3 separate regions of the Macaca mulatta genome follow, and regions 1 and 3 are each linked to region 2. A link is a contact called in public Hi-C data. All regions are on one chromosome and are shown on one strand. Each heading gives the region's core, a stretch centred on a gene start, on an enhancer-like site or on the middle of the called end of the contact. The rest is flanking DNA. Distances are from core to core; before and after follow the strand shown. Region 1 holds the start of PPM1J (protein phosphatase, Mg2+/Mn2+ dependent 1J). Region 2 holds the start of SLC16A1 (solute carrier family 16 member 1). Region 3 holds the start of LRIG2 (leucine rich repeats and immunoglobulin like domains 2).

Region 1 (3,302 bases), core at 467-2,966, 230 kb before region 2:
AGGTGCGCCACGGCCGAGCGCACCCGGTTTAGCATGCTGCCTCCCTGCCCCGCCCTCGGCCGCGGCCCCGCCCCCGCCCAGGCCCCGCCCCCAGGACTCGGGGTGGGCGGTGCTCGCGCCAGCCGGCCCTTCCCGGCTACTGGCTCCCGGCCAGCTGGGCGGGTCCCGGGCGAAACTTGCCCTTGCTCTGGGCCACCCCAGGAACGGGCGCACGGACCCCCGGCCTCTGCCCCGCCCCATTTCGGCTTGGCCCCGCCTCCGTTTCTTAGGGGTAGGTTCTGTTGCTGTGGGAAGGGGGCGGAGAGAAGGAAACCTTATTTCAGCCGTGCGCTAGATTAGACATCAGCTAGAACGTCTCCATTGTGACAGGGGCTGAGGGACAAGGGGGTGCGGTCTCCTCGCTCTTGGTTCGGTGTGGCCAGCCTGCCCAGAGAGCCATGGAGCTAATGACCTCAGAGCAAAATAGGAGCTTCGGAGCCGCTGGTATGAGGCGCCAGGTGTGACACCACCTCTGGATGGGGCTGCTGGAGCGAGAGCGGGCAAGCTGGTACCGGGTGGGGGTGCGGGGATAATAACCAGGCTGCAGCCGACCACCCCGGAATCAGGAGCCGGGGTAGATTCCTGGGCTCCTGATGCGCTGTTCCCCATGAAGACCACCTCTAGATCCCTCTAGAGGGATCTAGAGGGTGCCACTCCCACCCTCCTTTCTCTCTCAGAACCCAGGTCTTTCCCACAATGTAGACCTTCCCTGATCACAGCAGGACTAGCTATTAATAGGATAAAAACAACATAACAAATACTATTTGTTGAAGACGTACTGCCTACTAGGCTCTTTATAAAGCACGTTCCATACATTATTAGGTTATTTATCCTGCACACCAATCCTTCAAGGTGGGTTTTTTTCTATCAGTTTCATGGATGAGGCAGGACCGGACGCTTCTTGTCATTTTACCGTGACTTGCCCCAAGAGGTCACACAGTCAGTGAAAGATTCACACCTATGTCTGCCTCCTGCCATTCAAACCTGCTCTGTCTTAAGAAGCAAGCTTAGTTCTCCGGATCAGGGAGGAAGGGCTAGAAAAGAGATCAATGGCAGAGAGAGGAGTGGGGGTTCCTCCCCTCCCATCCTTCTCTTGGGGCCAGGGCTGAGAGCTGTCCGGGAATGCTAAGCAAGTTCTATGTCTGCCGCCAGGGGGAGACAGAGGCCAGGCTAAGCCTTTGTCTAAGAAGAGTAAAAGCCCACTCGCTGGAAGACCAGGACCGAGCCCAGCGACTGGTTGGCTGCCTGTTCTTCCTAATTTCTCCCCTCTAGGAGAGGGTGATACTGACCTGATGCCACAAGAGCTCTGTCTCTAAATCTCCTATCAGAAAGTTGATCACTGGGTATCCACAGACACCACCCACCCACACATCTCAAATGGGGACAAGGCTGTTGTGGCCATGGTGAAAGTTGGAGGTAGCCATTAGGGACTACTACATCCAGTTCACGGCTGGAACTTTTCTGGGCTCTGTCGGCCATGTGTTTCCTGACCACATCCCACTCTGTTCCCCAGGCTAAACTGTGTCCCCAGAAGGGATGACTTTCTTGGCATCTTCCAAATAAAGATCCCACAGTGGTCATTCAGGTTGGTAGACTTACTGTGCCTGCTATGTTGCACCTGAGCTTTGGGCAGACAGCCAGAGGAAAAGAAGTCACAGGAGAGAAAAAAAAAAACAAAAAACAGACCCCAAGGCAAACAGAGCAGCAAAGGCAGACAGGGACAAAGAACAACCTGCTTCTATAGGTTTTCCCCTGCTATTTGAGAAAAACTGAAACCAACTCTCAGATAAATAACAGCAGCAGCAAGCCAGCAACTGAAGAAACAAATATAACTCCTGGTTGTTTTTTATTATTCAGTGTTTCTGGGACAGTTTACTTACCGCTTCTTGGTGTCACCCAGCTTCCTATTCCCTGCCCTTTCTAGCACCATGGTGTGGCTGCAAGAGGTCCGCAGAGGTAAGCCCAGAGACCCCCCAGCCCCAGCACCAGATGACCAGCAGGGGATGACAGCTCCCTGCAGCTCCAGAACAGCCCCCAGCCATGGCCTCATCCTAAGGCTCCCCTCTCTCTGAACCTCTCACCTCCTATTCCTGACATCATTATGCCTCCTCCATCCTCAGACTGTCCCAGAACCTGGTGAGGTTATCACCTCTACTCATCCCTCAGGCAGCGGAAAGTGAGAGGGAAAAGGGGGTGGGGTACGAAGAAGCAGACTTGTGGGATGTTTTTCTCTGTGAAGAGCGAGACTCTGCTCAGTGACTGGCCCTGCCGGGGGAGCGTGAAGCTTGAGCCAAGGAGGGGGACTGGACAGCCTCAAGACAGGCCCCTTTATCTCAGGCCACGTTGGTGGCTCAGGGCCCAGAACTGGTCATCTTCTGTCTTGTCTCTCCCCTTCACATCACCCCAAACCCAAAGGCCTCTTAAACTAAGAGGAAAGTTCCTTCCAATTCACAGAACACAACTCCCTCTCATTTGTCTAATACTTTCGCATCCAGAATAGATCCCTGTAAAGAATTATTCAGTTGCAATTAATTACATTACAATTTTTCTGATAAAGAAACTGGGTCTCAGGCCAGGAGTCGTGGCTCACGCCTGTAATCCCAGCACTTTGGGAGGCCATGGTGGATGGATCAGTTGAGTCCAGGAGTTCAAGACCAGCCTGGGCAACATAGCAAAACCCTGTCTCTACAAAAAATACAAAAAATAAACCCTGGCTTGGTAGTGCACTACAGACTACGCCTATAGTCCCAGCTACTCAGTAGGATGACATGGGAGAATCATTTGAGCCCAGGAGGTGGAGATTACAATGAACCAAGATCTGGGTGACAGAGTGATGAGACCCTGGCCCCCCACAAAAAATAAAAATAAAAAAGAAAGGAAAAAGAATGAAAGAAGGAAGGAAGGAAAGAAGGAAGGAAAGAAGGAAAGTAGGAAGGAAGGAAGGAAGAAAGGAAGGAAGGGAAACAAGAAACTAGGTCTCAGAGTTTAGTTCCCATGTTGGTATTCACAGTTATCATCCATAGGGACCATTCATAGCCTACTACTGTCCTCCTGCCTAATGCCCACGCCCTTATACTTCCTCTAGCCCTCCCAGCCCCTGAGAGCACCACTCCTGGGAGAGGAAGAGATATTCACTATCCCTCCTAAATATCAATCTAGAAGAGTGCTGTCGAACAGAACTTTGCGCATTGACGGGAATGTTCTACATCGGCTCTGTCCAATACAGCAGTCCCTATCTTCGTGTGGCTATTGAGCATTTGAAA
Region 2 (3,754 bases), core at 709-3,208:
ATCTATTTTCAGGCCGAGATAATTTGTATCCTAATTTACAATCTAAAGAAAACTCAGGAGTGTCAATCTAACAAAAATGAGTTCAATGACACACATAGTTCCCACCAAACCATAACAAGTTTTCAGACCTAAGATGTTAGATCACTTAATCCCTCCAGCCTCAGTTTCCTTATGGGTAAAACAAGGGATCCTGATCAGGGTCATTAGGGTCCTTTCCAGGGCTAATATATGCCCTAATATTTAAAGGCTAAAAGATGTAAATTAGTGAAACACTAATCATTTGTTTTCATCCTATAGTGATGATTTTTTTCCTTTTTAATCTGTTTAAGGACATTACAGTTTACCCCGTTAAGCACAACTAAACCTTCAAATCTATTCAGCTATAAAAATCTTACAAAATGCTCCTCAGATCAACTTGCATATTTCACAAAGGTAACTGCAATCTGATGAAACAACAGCATCTACCTAAACCCAAAATGAATTACTGAAATATATTCAACTTCTGTGTAAATAATAAATCTTACTCACCACGTGTTTTAAGTGCTAAATATCTTGAATTGTTGGTCATTTCTATGGCAATCTGAAGGCAAAGTTGTGCCCCAGGGTGTAAGACTTGCGTTTATGAGTACTATTTAACACCTAACTAAAAAACCGAAGATACATAGTCTTGGCATCACCTCACTGGGCTGGTGGTTGAGATAAAAAAATTGTTGAAACCAGAGTAATTTTTGGAAAAAAAAAAATCAAAACAAGTTATAGTAAGTTACAGTAAATAAAGTAGCGAGTAAACATTTCACTGTTATCAGTAGCAGCCCAGTTTCTAATCAGCCACTGGAAACCCAAGGAAAGACTAAAGTAGTAACAAGTTTGTCTCCTGGTTTAGATTAATTACAAACTAGTTTTTGGCAACTGCTTGTTCCATCAAATATGTCACGACAAAGTAATAAAATGTTAAAACGCATGCTGGAAAAAAAAAAAAAAGACGTACTTGGAACAAAAAGCTTGCATCGGACCAAGTGTAAACGCTATCCTCCAGATTTCTCTCAACAGGGCCGCCTTAAGTCCATGAGTAGAAGGGTGCTGCGGCGGACCCTGGCAGCCACAGGTTGAATGACAAAGAGCCCCCGTCAGCACCACTCCCAGAAGTCTGCGGGCTGCCCCGTCCCCTCCGCAAAGTCTACTCGAACCCTGCAGTCACGCCTTGGCTGTGGGGAATGCGGCTCTCCGCATCACTCTCGCAAGTCACCACGTGGGGCAAGGATCGGTCGGCCAAGAAGGTTGGGGCGGACAATGTCACGAGTCATAAATAATTCCTGCCCCGAGTCCCTTCCCTTGGAACAGAAGCGGCCAGGAGAGTCTGGAGGTACCACATGAAGCAGCCTCATGTTATCCCTTTTCCAGATCAAAGCGTCTCTGGAGGAGCCTATTGAAGACTTAGAGGGGAAGGGGACTTCCCCAACGTCACCGGGCACTACGACCCAACTCCTCGGCCAGGCCAGGGGCCGGCATATGACCACGAGGCCCGCGGCTCGGCTGAGAGAGGCGCTGTCCCCAGCGCCTCAAGGTCTCCTTCACCAGCACTGCAGTCCGAGGCCACGCGACTGCCTGTGACCACGATGCCCTCTGCTGGGCCGCCTCCCTCCCCCGGAGACAAAGTCTCCCAACCCCGGAGGTCCCCTCCGACCCCACCAGGGAAGCGAGGGCACCGTGGGGTCCGCGCCGCGTGCCGCCGGCTGTTACCCCACTAACCGTTATAAGCGCGGATCGCAGCGCCGAGCGTGTGCGTGACGTGGTGGCGCGGGCTGGAGTTCCACCGGGCCCAGGGTCCGACTCCCGTCCTTCGCTCGCTGCCTCGTTTACTAGTTCCAGCACCTACGCAGCCATCCAGTCACGTAGCAGCTCACCACTTTGTCTGGTCCGGCCGGCGAGGCTGCCTTATAACCCGCCGGGGCCCGAGCATGCGCACAGGGGGCGGAGTCGTTTCTCCCGGCCGCCGCCCCCTCCCCGCCACACAGACAGCCGAACTGCAGCCCGCATCTCCACACGCTCTCAGCCGCGCGCGCCCTCTAGCTCGCCCGCGCGCGCCGGCGCCCCCCTCCCCGCCACGTGACCGGCGTCCCAGTCCGACCCGCGCGCTGCGCCCCTGCAGAGCGACGCGGAGCTACCGCACCCTTCCAGACTCGCCCGTTGGTCCTTGTCTGACGAGCTCTAAGCAACCTGCCCTCCTTCGGAACACAAATGTCGGTCTCACCCCTCAGTTTCTGCCAGAGAAATAGGAAAAGTCACCTAGAGGCCTGACCCTGACGGGTGGGGGGAGACGAGCGCGCGGAGTAGCGGGAAGCGTCTGAGGAGCGGGGACTGGGCAGCGTTTGAATGGATGCGGGTGCCGCTGGCACCCGGGAAGACGCCGGGGGCCGGCGCTGTGGAGCCGGGCACGGGCTGGGATGTGTTTGGATTCCAATCCGGGCCTGACACCAGTTGAGTGACCTCGGAAAGTTCCCCAACCCTCCGGGCCTGTTTCCTCCCTCTGAAGTGGCGACAGTAATAGAACTGACCCCGTAGGCTCATCGGGAGGCCCTGAAGGGGGAACCCATGCAACTTGCCACCGCAGAGCCAGGCCCGCGGCGGTTGGCGCCTGGTGGGTATTAAAGACGAGTCGGGAAAGAAGAGCAGGTAAGAGGGCGGGGAGACTGGCCGGTGGGTTGGGTTGTGCACCTCGGCCACGTGGAGAAGCGAGAATGCAGGGGCCGGACGCCTATGGACGATGCGTGTGTGGGGCCGGATAGAATCGTGGCAGGCGGCGCTGGGGCTGATGCGCCTCACCCGGATTAGCCTCTGTAATCCTCACAGCCCTGTGAAGCGGGCGCTGCCGTGAACATTTTGTAAAAAGGGACCCGAGGCTCAGAGAGGTGAAGTAACTTTCCAGACGGCCCAGCTTGTCAGCGGCCAGCATTTGAAGTCACACCCCAGAGTCTGTTTTTATCGTAATAGCCGCTTTGACCGGATAACCAACGTGTGTGTGTTGAAGTGATTAGATGACCATGGAGTGTCTCTGATGTCCAGGACTTTTGAGAAATACTGAAAAAGTATGAGGCAAGGCCCCTGCCTTCAAAGAGCTTGCAAGTTTTTGGGGGAGACTGTGTCAGGCACAAATTAACCAACATCTGTTGAGCACTTACTGCTTGCCAGAACCCTGCCCTTCCCTCGTGTCTTCCTCCCTTCCAGGACTCACCCCCTCACTTACCCTCCCCCTCAATTCTCATAGCAACCCGGGGAGGTAGGCCTTATGGTTTCTGTTTTGCAAATGAAGAGCTTGAGATTGAAGAAGAGTACAGATTGGAAGATCAGGTCCTGAGAGGTCCTATGTGCTTTCCGATAACAGTTCAGTGTGTTAGAAAACAGTATGGCATCCACGGCCGAGTACTACTAGTAATACAGTAATTGCTTTTTACATTTACATAAACACGGAGAAAGGAAAGGCATTTCGGGTCATCGGGGCAGCCAGGACTTACAAGAGCAGTGCTAGGGTGGCAGCAGCATTCAGGTAGATGGTAAGCAGAATTAAGTTAGAGAGAGAGGATCCTGAGTCTGATTTAGATGTACATTTATAAGGCCCTGTTCTATGGAATGTAGTGAGAAGTGGTTAAATAAGATGAATCCCAGGAAACCTCAAAAGTAGGCTTATAGAGCCCCATAAGGTGGTAGATTGACAATACAGACCTGAGAGCCAGATCTGTTGGGTTCCAGATTTGAT
Region 3 (3,344 bases), core at 54-2,553, 130 kb after region 2:
GTGCTGGATTTCTTACCAGAGTTTGTTAAGTCTGCTCAACAGCTAAGGGAAGGAGGTTAAGAGTACGTTTCATTCTGCTGTCTTGGCTTTAAATGTTTGGTTTGGGCTGGAGCATTGGATATGGCCTTGTTTCCAATAGATACTTCAATATTAAAAAAAAAAAAACAGAAAAAGGTTTTTAAAAACATAATTATGACTCCATAATCTGCCATGGCAAAGATTGCTTTCAGTTACTTTCTAAGAGAACCCTAATCTAGGCATTATCATTCTTTTTAACCTGCTCAGATTTTCAATTTATGTCAGAAAACCCATGTTAATGTCGAACCTGCCCCTGCCTCAGAGTAACCTGGTTTAATCTCTTTGGGCTTGTTTCATCATCAGCAATAATTGTCTTGCCAATGTCACTGTCATTGAAGGAGCAAACAAGGTAACAGAGCAAATGCCCTTTGAAAAGTTCCCTACATATAAGTGAACCATTACTATTATTCTCAAAGTCTTAAGGTGGTCAGACTTCACTGTTCCTAGTAAGTTTTCCATAGCCTCTGCTTTAGGAGAAATAAATTTCCTCACATCCAGTCTTTGCTTTGTTGACTGCTCAACACCCTCTTTACTTGTCTCGCTTGCTTTTCTGAGAGTGACCATGACAGCATCCCTCCAAACAGAAGGGTGTTTCCCTTATATAGACAAGCAGGTGCAGTCCCACCAAAATTTATTGAACTCCAAGCTAGATCAAAAGGTGGAGGCGCACCGATGAAGAAACGGAGCCTCTGTTTTCAGGAGCTTACACGGCCATTAACAGAGTGATACTGATCACATGCAAGTGGGAGTTGCCGCCTACTTGCAGAAGAGCAGGGGCTACAGTCAAGCAGCAGAGGGCAGAAGAGACTCGAGCTCGGCTCTGGAGGACGAGCTGGCCAAAGCCAGGATAGAAACTCCCGTGACTCATTCGTGTCTGCGACTTGGAAGGTAGCCCTTCTGCCACTCCGCTTTCTTAAAGCCCAGAGCAAATAAAAGATCCTTTTCTACAACTATAGTAGATAGACCTGTAGTCAGGACTTTGAACTCACAGCGATTTGCCGCACCATTCCCTCTTAAGGAACTACTGCGCCCTGCAGCGGAAGAACAGCGGCGGAATTCCACAGCGACACCTAAAGTCCCTGAACACCTTAAAGTCCTCCTCCTAAAGAATCTCGGCTGCGTCTGGCCCCGCCCCTCACTCAGTTCCGCCCCGGACGCAACCTCGTCTTATGGCACCGATTGGCTGACCCCTGTGCGTGAGGGCGTAGCGTCGTGGGGCGGGGCGGAGGAGCCCCGTCAGGCCTCAGCGGTGTGTCCCAGGCCGTCGCCCCCGCTGTCGCGCTGCATCTGCTCCTTGCATGCCTTTAGATGGTACAGCCCTCAGCCGGGGCTTGGGGAGACAGTGCAGCCGCTGAGCATCTCTGCTGAGCTTCTCCGCCGATCCTCCTTTTCTAGCAGGCAGCTCATCTAGGCCAGGTCCAGGTCGAGGGGGAAAATGGCGCCCGCGCCCCTAGGCATCCCGGAGGAGCAGTTGCTGGGGTGTCGATCTGGATTGCTTTCCCGGTTACTCTTCCTCGCCCAGAGCGCTCTCCTCCTGTTGCCCGCCGCCGGAGCAGGTCTCTGCCCCGCGCCCTGCTCCTGCCGCATTCCTCTCCTGGACTGCAGTCGCAGGAAACTGCCCGCACCGAGCTGGAGGGCGCTGTCGGGCCTGCTGCCCCCCGACACCGCTATCCTGTGAGTAGAGTGGCCAGGCAGAGTGACCAAAAGGAGGGGGAGCTTTCCTTCCATAGGGGCAGGCAGGAGGGAGACAGGCCTGTCTGGTGGGAGGGCGTGGTCGAGAGCCTAAGCCCTGAAGGAAACTGCCCTCAGGATGTTATGAACTTTGTTTTAGGTGGTGGTAGCCTGAAAAAGCCGGTGTTAAGGTTTCTGGAGACATTTATGATGAAGACCAGAGTTAAGATTCTTGGGGCCAAGGAGTCTGTGATTTCCTCAGTTGGGGAGGAATTGGGGCGGGGATATTTAATGATAAGGACTCACGGGTCCTGGGCACCAGCATGGACTTTGGATGGTTGGTGGGGGTGGGTTGAGCACGGAACAGTGCTTTCTGCTTACTTTGAGCTGCATTATTTGGTGTGTACCTCAGACTTAGTGGTCCTCAGGCACGTGATTTTATAACCATGATCTCCAAAGACCTATGAACTGTCTTTTGTCCTTAGTTCGCATGTTGGCTGATTTTGTGCTGCAGTTTTGATACTTAACAGGGTTGAAAAGTTCATTATGATGAATCAGGAGATCCTGTACTAATTCAGAACATCTTTGTAAGTAGCATTCTTGATCTAATTTAAACTTAACTGTAAAGAGGAGTATTTTTTCCAAAACCATTTGATGCCTTGTTTTCAGGCATCTTCTTGTGGCAAATAACCCAAAAATCAGTTCTGTTTATTTATGTATGTAAAGCAGGTACAACGGTTGAATGCATTCTGGAGTCTCCACTGTTGAGTTTTCACTTTGACAGGTCTTTATTAGACAGTGGAACTTGGAGGGCTCCTCAGTCTGAGTCAGCCTGGGTATTAGGAACAACGGCAGATATTAAATGTTGCAATTATGGGGCCTCTTAACCACTAACATACAGTTATTTCTCGTCACTAACTGAGCAACACGTTTATTAACTGACAGATTTCTGATGGAGTCGTTAAGAGTCATCACTGGGCCAGGCCCGGTGGCTCACCGCAACCTCTGCTTCCTGGGTTCAAGCAATTCTCTGCCTCAGCCTCCCAATAGGTTAGCACAGATAGGAAAGAAAGCTACCTCATATAGTCATTGAGAAAATTAACATAAATAACCAAATGTTTTAGTAAACATAGAACTGCAGTGCCAATAAGATGCTTTCTGTCTTATGGTAGTGACACCTGTAGTCAATTCTGGTTTTATTGACTCAAATTTAAAAACTCGTATCAGTGTGCAGTGTAGTCTGAGTTAAACCTAGCGCAGACTCTTTGTTATGCAGCAAGTGCCTTTTTCTAAGACATTCTTGGAAGAGCTACGTGATTATAACAATAAATCTGGCACAGATTTGACAAAACAATTCATTTAGCTGTAATTGCAATGAATGTGGCCTACTTTTTTTGTTTTTTTTTTTGAGATGGAGCCTCGCTCTTGTTGCCCAGGCTGGAGTGCAATGGCGTGACCTTCGCTCACCGCAACCTCTGCTTCCTGGGTTCAAGCAATTCTCTGCCTCAGCCTCCCAAGCAGCTGGGATTACAGGCATGCGCTACCATGCCTGGCTAATTTTTTGTATTTTTAGTAGAGGTGGGGTTTCACCATGT

The links. Hi-C and Micro-C count contacts between places; a contact is called where the count stands out from the background.
Region 1: a Hi-C map of fetal cortex germinal zone shows a contact between it and region 2, with 2.4 times the contacts expected there. The contact joins the promoter of PPM1J here to the promoter of SLC16A1 in region 2. A contact is called at or near these places in 2 of 14 Hi-C or Micro-C datasets (fetal cortex germinal zone and liver).
Region 3: a contact with region 2 is called in a Hi-C map of fetal cortex germinal zone, with 3 times the contacts expected there. The contact joins the promoter of LRIG2 here to the promoter of SLC16A1 in region 2. A contact is called at or near these places in 2 of 14 Hi-C or Micro-C datasets (fetal cortex germinal zone and fetal cortical plate).

Annotation. Positions count from the first base shown.
Region 1 is chr1:127,541,995-127,545,296 of T2T-MMU8v2.0, reverse strand. PPM1J (protein phosphatase, Mg2+/Mn2+ dependent 1J) reads right to left here and starts at 1,716. Exons shown (of 10, transcript XM_015148456.3): 1 at 1-1,716. The coding sequence starts at 35.
Region 2 is chr1:127,314,395-127,318,148 of T2T-MMU8v2.0, reverse strand. SLC16A1 (solute carrier family 16 member 1) reads right to left here and starts at 1,958. Exons shown (of 5, transcript NM_001257704.1): 1 at 1,750-1,958. It overlaps LOC107000324 (a long non-coding RNA gene), which reads left to right and starts at 2,121. Exons shown (of 4, transcript XR_001447383.3): 1 at 2,121-2,673.
Region 3 is chr1:127,185,469-127,188,812 of T2T-MMU8v2.0, reverse strand. LRIG2 (leucine rich repeats and immunoglobulin like domains 2) reads left to right here and starts at 1,303. Exons shown (of 19, transcript XM_077950988.1): 1 at 1,303-1,752; 2 at 2,235-2,336.